3 separate regions of the Hordeum vulgare genome follow, and all the other regions are linked to region 2. The links are chromatin contacts, called in public Hi-C maps. All regions are on one chromosome and are shown on one strand. Each heading gives the region's core, a stretch centred on a gene start, on an enhancer-like site or on the middle of the called end of the contact. The rest is flanking DNA. Distances are from core to core; before and after follow the strand shown.

The links. A called contact is a pair of places that touch in the nucleus more often than the background predicts.
Region 1: a contact with region 2 is called in a Hi-C map of seedling, with 2.2 times the contacts expected there. The contact joins the promoter of LOC123404408 here to the promoter of LOC123403293 in region 2. A contact is called at or near these places in 2 of 6 Hi-C or Micro-C datasets (leaf and seedling) and 1 of 1 datasets of contacts at active chromatin or transcription factors (embryo).
Region 3: a contact with region 2 is called in a Hi-C map of seedling, with 3 times the contacts expected there. The contact joins the enhancer-like site here to the promoter of LOC123403293 in region 2. A contact is called at or near these places in 2 of 6 Hi-C or Micro-C datasets (leaf and seedling).

What each region holds. Positions count from the first base shown.
Region 1 is chr6H:446,437,789-446,440,488 of MorexV3_pseudomolecules_assembly, forward strand. It overlaps LOC123404408 (non-specific lipid transfer protein GPI-anchored 14-like), which reads right to left and starts at 1,421. Exons shown (of 3, transcript XM_045098331.1): 1 at 908-1,421; 2 at 235-318. The coding sequence starts at 1,232.
Region 2 is chr6H:446,581,838-446,584,537 of MorexV3_pseudomolecules_assembly, forward strand. It overlaps LOC123403293, which reads left to right and starts at 1,394. Exons shown (of 7, transcript XM_045097245.1): 1 at 1,394-1,667; 2 at 2,232-2,330. The coding sequence starts at 1,519.
Region 3 is chr6H:446,329,276-446,331,975 of MorexV3_pseudomolecules_assembly, forward strand. No RefSeq gene overlaps it. Among protein-coding and RNA genes, the nearest start is that of LOC123404408, 110 kb to the right of the region's middle. Within about 2 kb of position 1,271, at least 1 of the 3 cell types and tissues checked has open chromatin away from gene starts, as enhancers often do. A contact at or near this core is called in seedling, where this site is marked.

The DNA.
Region 1 (2,700 bases), core at 171-2,670, 140 kb before region 2:
TAACTAGATTGTTTGCGATGTTAATCTGCATCAATCACTTCACAATTATTGAGTCTCAGCTGATCGACTCGACTGGACGGGCGCATGCACATCGTCATTATGCGTCCGCACTATACAACTCCCTTCTTCAGCGGGAACACTTGGCCGTCTCTTCTAGACAATTTTATTATTGTTACTAATGAACCACTAAATCCTTGTAATAATAAAACAATTAGCAGGAGGAGAATAACTCACTTGGGCTGCTCTGGGCCGCCTGCTGCTTGGCAAACTGCTCGAAGACCTGTGCGTCCTTGGAATTGGGCGGCAGGTGCAGTAGCCCTGTAAAACGTTGAATCCACAACAGGAGCGCACTTCGTTAGTTACCAGCAAACAAAATGAGATCAAGTCTTTCCCACAGCGCCATAAATAATAATACCATTCGTTAGTGAGGGGTGTGGCAACATCATTCACGGACCGCACAGGGAAATGCTGACAGGCCGCTAATTTGGACGCTCCCGGTGGGCGAGATATTTCCCTCCTCATGTTCTGACACGTTGCTACCAGCATGTCGCGATCGAGCACGTACCAGAAATTACGGGCCTAGAAAGCGGTGTTTCTACAAGCATTTCTTAATGTGGGTGCTGCTTTAAGTGGTGGTGGTAACGTTTGAAACTGAAGAATCGTCAACATGATCCCACTAACATCAACCAGATGCATCATATGAACATGAACGCAGCTGTTACTTCTCTTGCCATACATATCGTTCCAGATTCTTTCATACATAGTGGACTTCTGGCATCTGAGTTGCACATATAATTATTCCAAGTGCGTGGAAGCCAGAACCTACAGGTCGATACGAAACTCCATCGACCAGACTGGGTAGTAGTGTGTGGTACTAGTGCATAAGCTTTAGGGATGGAGGACGTACTTGGGCAGTCGGAGATGTTTGCCGGGGCGCTGCAGGCGGCGGGGAGGCCGAGCGCCCTGGTGACGTTGAGCTTCAAGTCGAGACCGGGATCGTCGCGGTCCTTGACGAGCACGCACAGGCACTTGGGGCTGGTCTGCAGCACCGTCTTCAGGCCCCCGCAGCAGTCCGGCGTCGGCGCCTGCCCCTGCCCCTGCACGAATGTCAGGCACGTCGCCAGCGCCACCAGCTTGTCCGAGCATTCCGCCCGGTCCGCCGCGACGTCCGCCCCCGCCGCCGCCACGGCCGCGGCCACCATAGCCGTGACAAGAAGAACTCTCGGACCCATATGGAAGCTTGCCTACGAGGTACTAGAGAGTAGAGAGCAGGGTTTACGGTGCTCGCTGTCGTAGGGCTTGGAGGAGGAGACGGTGGTTAAATAGGGGCGCCGGGCGCGTACGAACGAGCGAGTGCGCTTTGGTGCGTTGCGGCTGTGGCGTGGTTTGGCCGGGTCGGCAAGCGTGCGGGACGGGACAGCAGGTGTTGGCCTGGGGCTACCGCTTAAATGGTTAATCTCCGGCCTAATCCTCCACGAATCTTCCTCAGAGTTTCACGGGGATGGTGTGCACAGGTGGGGACGGTGCACACAGCTCCAAACTGTTGAGATCGAAAGGGAACAAATGATCCAACTCCCTTATTCCATTGACGATCATAATCTCGAGTTGATAACTTTTTTCCATGGTTTTTTCGTTTTACCTTCCACTTTCGTATGATATTTTTTTCGTCTCTCCTTCCATCATATTATATTTACTAATGTATTAAAAAAATCAATTAAGATTATTTTTTAATGAGTCTTTTAAGACCAAATCTGAATTTCTTCGCAAAAAAAAACAAATCTGAATTAATTAATCTTTTCATAAATTGCTCAATCACATTTTGCTCCTAAAGGGGGCTTGATACCTTCTTTTTCAAGGTTTTTCCGTCTTCCCTCCCACCTTTGTCCGGTTTTTCCGTCTTCCCTCCCATCATCTTATATTTATAATGTATTTATGTCAAATAATCAATCAAGATTATTTTTTAATGAATCTTTAAAGATCAAATTTGAATTAATCAACCTTGTCATAAATCATCAATCACATTAATTATTATTTTCATATTACATCACCAAATTACATTAATTAACATTCTGTTCCATATTTTTTCTCTCTTTCTCCTCCCACCTTCCTCTGGTTTCATCTGGTCTTTTTTGTCCCTCCTCCCATCTCTATTAGCTAAATATTCGTGTATTGCTACGGGATAAAATAATATTTAAAGAGCAATGACGCCTGGCCGATTGTCCTCAGTCATCATCATCATCCTTGAACACATGGTCGAAGCCCTCGACCGTCAGAGTTTGATCATCGCGGCCGTCAACCTCATCCTAAGAGGTATGTTGGCATTGCCTTAAACATTTTGGGAACCATCATCTTGTAGACCTATCGCAAAGCACAGTCGGAACCATCTTGACGGTTTGGTCGTCCATGTCGTTAGCATGTGATGGTCGTTGTCATGTTGGCAAGCGTTGGTCGACCATGTCACCAAGAGCATGCTTGCAGTCGCTAACGTCAATGATAGCCTATTGGTCATCTTCACCGTGAACGCTTTCAAATTGATTTGGCATGATTAGCTGCCTACCCAATTAGTTATTTGTAGGGCTAATTAACTCTCTTCCTAGTTATTTAATGTTTGTCTAATTGTAAAACTCCTTACTTTTAATTATTTGCAATCTAATTAACGCTTTGTCTAATTAATTAATTATATTATTGACTTAGTTTCCT
Region 2 (2,700 bases), core at 144-2,643:
GCAAAGTAAATAAATTGCAGCAAAGTACTTTTGTTTTATAGATCTGAAAATATAATATGAAAAATAGACCCGGGGGTCATAGATTTCACTAGAGGCTACCAGATTGGATCTCTCGGAAACAGAGGCTCCCGACGGCGGAATAGTATCTGCATGGCTCTTTTTGGCGATACGGGGATATTTGGGAATTTATAGGCTAAAGAATAGGGTTAGGAGCGTGTAGTGGACCCACAAGCCAGGGGGCGCGACCACCCCCTAGGGCGCGCCCTACAGGCTTGTGGCCTCCCGGCAGGTGCCCTGCCCCCTACTAAAAGTCTCTTAGGTGTCTTTTGGTCCAAGAAAAATCTTTTCGGAGATTTTGTTCCGTTTGGACTCCGTTTAATATTCCTTATGTGCAATATTCAAAAACATGGAAAAAAACAGAAACTGGCACTAGGCTCTAGATTAATAGGTTAGTCCCCCAAATAATATAAAATAGCATATTAATGCATATAAAACATCCAAAACAGATAATATAATAGCATGGAACAATAAAAAAATATAGATACGTTGGAGACGTATCATTGCTCCCATGCGATGAAGTTTTGGAACGCAACGGCAGAATGATTGGATATCAAGCGGCCATACTTACATCCTCTGACTTGGAAGAAGGACATTCTATGTGATCCTCAATTCACTTGGGCTTGATAGGGCAAATTTGGTCTCCCTTATATGGGCTATTTGGACTTTCCACAACAACCTCGCACATGATAAAGGAGCAACAAACCCATTTCAGTCTTTGATCATGACGCGACATGCACTAGCTTTCCTCGATATTCCTCGCAAGCATGCTCGAGTTCTTCGTGGGCATGGTTGGCGCCCATCAGAAAATGATGAAGTAAAGATCAACACCGACGACAACATAGCTATGTAGGCTGAACGGGACGGTGGAGGAGAAGTTGCCAGAACTCACCAATGGTTTGTGGCTCCTTGGTGCAAGCCTTACAGCAGGGTCACAGACCCACTTACAGCGGAAACACTTGCGCTACGAGACGAGGCCTTCTTTGCGAGGTTGAGAGGCCATTCCAAGGTTGTCATGAAAACAAATTGTCTGGAGTTGGTCCACCTCTGGAATTTGCGTAGTTTTTTTTTACATCTTTTGTTATTCAACAGTGTAATAGATCAATAAACACCTCTGTCCATCTTTGTGCAAAGCAAGCAAGCATTTTAGATTTGACGGACTGCTGGTTTGATTTGAAGCCTAGTTTTCTTGTAACCAGCCTGATGACAGATTTTGTCGATGCATCTATTAAATAAAACTCTCCATATTTCCGATAAAAAAACCATGCTAGATTGAAAATGTTATGAAACACACCATGAGAATGTTACCAAACACACTTACACGGGCACCTGAGCCGAGGTGCCGAACCCATCTACAGCTCCCAAAACCGCAAAACCAGGAAACCCACGCACCCGTCCGCCGCCCCAGCCGCGCCGCTTCCTCTCGCCATCCCCCCTCGGCGCCGCAAGCCCGTAACACATATGGCGGGCACCGCGAGGAAGGCATCGGCCGTGCTGTACCACTACCCGTGCCCGGACGGCGCATTCGCCGCGCTCGCCGCTCACCTCTACTTCTCCGCCGCGGCCCTCCCCGTCCGATTCTTCCCCAACACCGTCTACGACCCCATCAGGTAGTCTCTCCGAACTTCAGACCTGACCCACCATAAGATCAATGCACGATACCAAATCTGTGCGAATCACGCGCTTTTCAGGTGCTCACTTTGACAGTTTTAGTAGTAAGTTTTTACAGGGCGTTGCCTTTGCAGTGTTCAGGTGTAGTTTCAGTTTGACAAATCCTGGCGTCGTTATTTCGTTCATTTAAGCTAAATGCATGCCAATTTTTTGTGCAATCTGTATTCCGTCCAAAATAATCATCTCAAGTTAGAAACTTTATTTCACATAATAATGACCCATGCTCTGGAGGCCTGGAGTCATAAAATCTTCTTCTCGAGACAAAGTTGAGCATGGTCTGAACTGGACGGAGTATCTTCCTTTGGATTTCAATACATCATTAGTCGTGGCTGATTGGAATGGGTCGGAAATATCACCCAGAACTCATTCGCGCTTTTATTGTCATGCTATACAAGCCTTGGCAGACTAGATCCAAAACGACGATCTTGTACCTAAGAAAAACGACGATCTTGTGTTTCTCCTGTTATAACCTTGATCTTATAGTTATGGGTTTCTTCTTGCAGGAGCGATGGTCTTCCGTTTGATGAAATCGAAGATGTTTACCTTCTTGACTTCGTAGGGCCTCCTGGTTTTGTTGCTGATATAGCCCCGAAGGTTCAGAGGTCTGTAAACATTCATCTCTGACCGTTTCTCTTTATGTTGCATCATTTACATTCTTGTTTGATGTGAACCATGTGGTTAATCTTAGATTCATTCGGATGTGATTTTTCCTAATTTTATGCGCAGTAGTAGGGCATTCTCAATGTTTGTAACTCTGTGGCCTTCAATCATTTGAATATCGTGGAACTGGGAAGCTCTGCACTAGAATATTTTCTTGGCAATACTAGGATACTTATAGTTGTTTATCTTTTCCACTGTAACAATCTTGGACCAAGGCTGCTTCCGAAAGTTGTGTGAGAATGGCACTTTTTTCTTTTCAAAAAGGAGGCATGCGCTCGACATGTTCATCGGTTGATGCACACAATGACACAA
Region 3 (2,700 bases), core at 21-2,520, 250 kb before region 2:
TTAACAAACAGAAAAAATGATGGAAAACATAAAACCCACTAGGCAAAAGTCGCTATGGTTTCCAAGCCACAACAATACCCAGCCTACCTTTAAAAAAAACAATACCCAGCCTACCTAATCGCTAGACTCGACCTTGTTGCTGCATCGGGAGCGCTAAATGGGTTGGCCTACTCGCTCGCTACCTATGGGTCAACTACTTTAGTATCAGTTGACAGTTGTAGGCGAGGGCACCCGGATGCTTGTTGTCAAGTATGAAAAAGTTCCTTTCTTCTGTAAGGTGTGTCTGGATGATAGCTCAGGGACGTGTGATGCAGTTTTCAGCAAACATACGGGTAGAGTCCCGTCCCGAGGTGGAAGGGGCAGAGGACACGGAGGCGATTCAGGACGCGGCTATGTACCAGCAAGAGGTCGAGGGCCTGCCAATGCGAACGGAGCATCAGAAGGGGCCGAAGACCATGTGGACATGAATCAGGGCTTGGGACCTCGCACCCGCGACGAGTTGGCAAGAGGCAAGGAAAGCGCAACGGAAGGTAGCGGGGCAAAATATGGGGGATACTACAGAACTTGGACGTGCTCATACTGGTGGAGTTACACAACATGGCCTTGCCCATGTGGCCGTTTCTCACTCAGAGGGTGCCAAGCATGAATTGGATGCCAAACACTCCAGCAAGAGGGGTTCGAAGGATAAGGATCAGCCTGTGTCCCCGAGTTCTGCTTCTACCGTGACAATGCCTAGCGGGGAGTTGGCTGTGGCAGAGAGGAACCCGGCGAGAATACCTCCACTCCCCCGGTCTACGTGTCACCTCGCAAGGACAGGAAGATGCCGAAGAAAGTTTTGAATGGAGATGACAACTTTGCTGGACAAAAAATTGCATTATCGGCGGGCTCCCGCGAGGAGCACCGCTAGGCACAATGAGTTACCTTTGCTGGAACTACCGAGGCGTTGGCAAGGCCTCGATAGTTCGTGAACTTCGCGATCTAGCGAAGAACTATGCCCCTGCTATTCTATGTATCTTAGAAACTCAGATTGACAAGACAAGAGTAGAGAGTTTAGCAGGTTCTATAGGTTCTGATAATGCTTTCGCTATTGATAGTGTTGGTAGGAGTGGAGGCATAGGCCTTTTTTGGAATAATTCAATAAAAATAGTAATTCTTGGTTACTCGGACTACCATGTGGATGTTGAGATTCAAGACCCTAGCTGGGATCCGTGGAGGATAGCAATAGTGTATGGAGAGGCTCAGACTCACTTACGTCACCGTACGTGGAATACTTTAGAAAACATAAGCTCCTTATAAGTATTCTTCCATGGCTCTGCATAGGCGATTTCAATGAAGTCCTCCATCCAGAACATGAAGGAGTGGGACAGCGAAGCAATGCCCACACTCAAGCTTTCAGAGACATGGTGGATGTGTGCATGCTGATGGACTGGGTTTTAAAGGCAGATTTCGGACTTTCGAAAAAGGTTACTGGTGGAATGTTTACTAGGGTAAGATTGGATCGAGCACTAGCTTCAGCGGAGTGGAGTTCTCTGTTCCCTAATGCTAGCTTGACACACCTTGAGGCTGCTACCTCAGATCACAACCCAATATATCTAGAACTCAACACTGTTCCTGTCGTGCCAAAAAGTAGCAGTAAAATTTTCAGGTATGAAGTAGCATGAGAATCTCATGATGGTTTGGGGAATGAAATCCAAGCTGCGTGGGCATTGGATAAACCTAGCTGTCGCATGGAGGATGTGAGGCACAAACTTATGCTGTTGGCACACAACTTGTCTATTTGGGACAAGAACAACTTTGGTTCTGTGCGAACTGAAATAAAAAGGTTGAAACATGACTTGGGGAAGTTAAGGGATGATCCCAGGCGCTTGAGTCCCACCCACGCTGAGCAAAAAATTCATGAACGACTGTTTGAGCTGTATGATAGGGAGGAAATGTTGTGGCGTCAAAGATCCAGAATTGAGTGGTTGGCAGCGGGCGACAAGAACACAAAGTTTTGCCACCTAAGGGCGAGCATGAGAAGGAAGAAGAACATGATCAAATCTCTGTCCAATGCATTGGGAATTACTATTGATGACCCGACCGAACTGAAGATCCTTGTCTCTAATTTCTATAAAGATCTTTATACCTCGGAGGGTGTATCAGGCATGGAGCAAGTTCTGGAACATGTACCGCGAAAAGTCACAGCTGATATGAATGGCATTCTATGTGCTCCATATACTAACGAAGAGGTGAAAGTGGCCCTGTTTCAAATGTTTCCTTTAAAGTCGCCATGGCCGGATGGCTTCCCCGCACACTTTTATCACAGTCATTGGGATGTGTGCGGGGAAGAAATATCTAAGGCGGTGTTAAGAATTGTCAAGGGGGAAGAAAGTGCGGAATGCATCAATGATACATTTTTGGTTTTAGTACCAAAGGTAATGAACCCAACCCTCCTTACACAATTCAAACCGATTAGTTTGTGCAATGTGCTATACAAAATTGCTTCCAAAATTGTGGCTAATAGACTAAAGTTGATCTTGCCCGACATCATTTCTGAGGAACAATCTGCTTTTGTGCCTCGAAGACTGATTACAGATAACATCATTTGTGCCTACGAGTGCCTCCATTTTATGAAGAGGAGCAAATCTAAATCCAACAGTCATTGTGCTTTGAAGTTGGACATGATGAAAGCTTATGACGGGTTAGAATGGGTGTATCTCG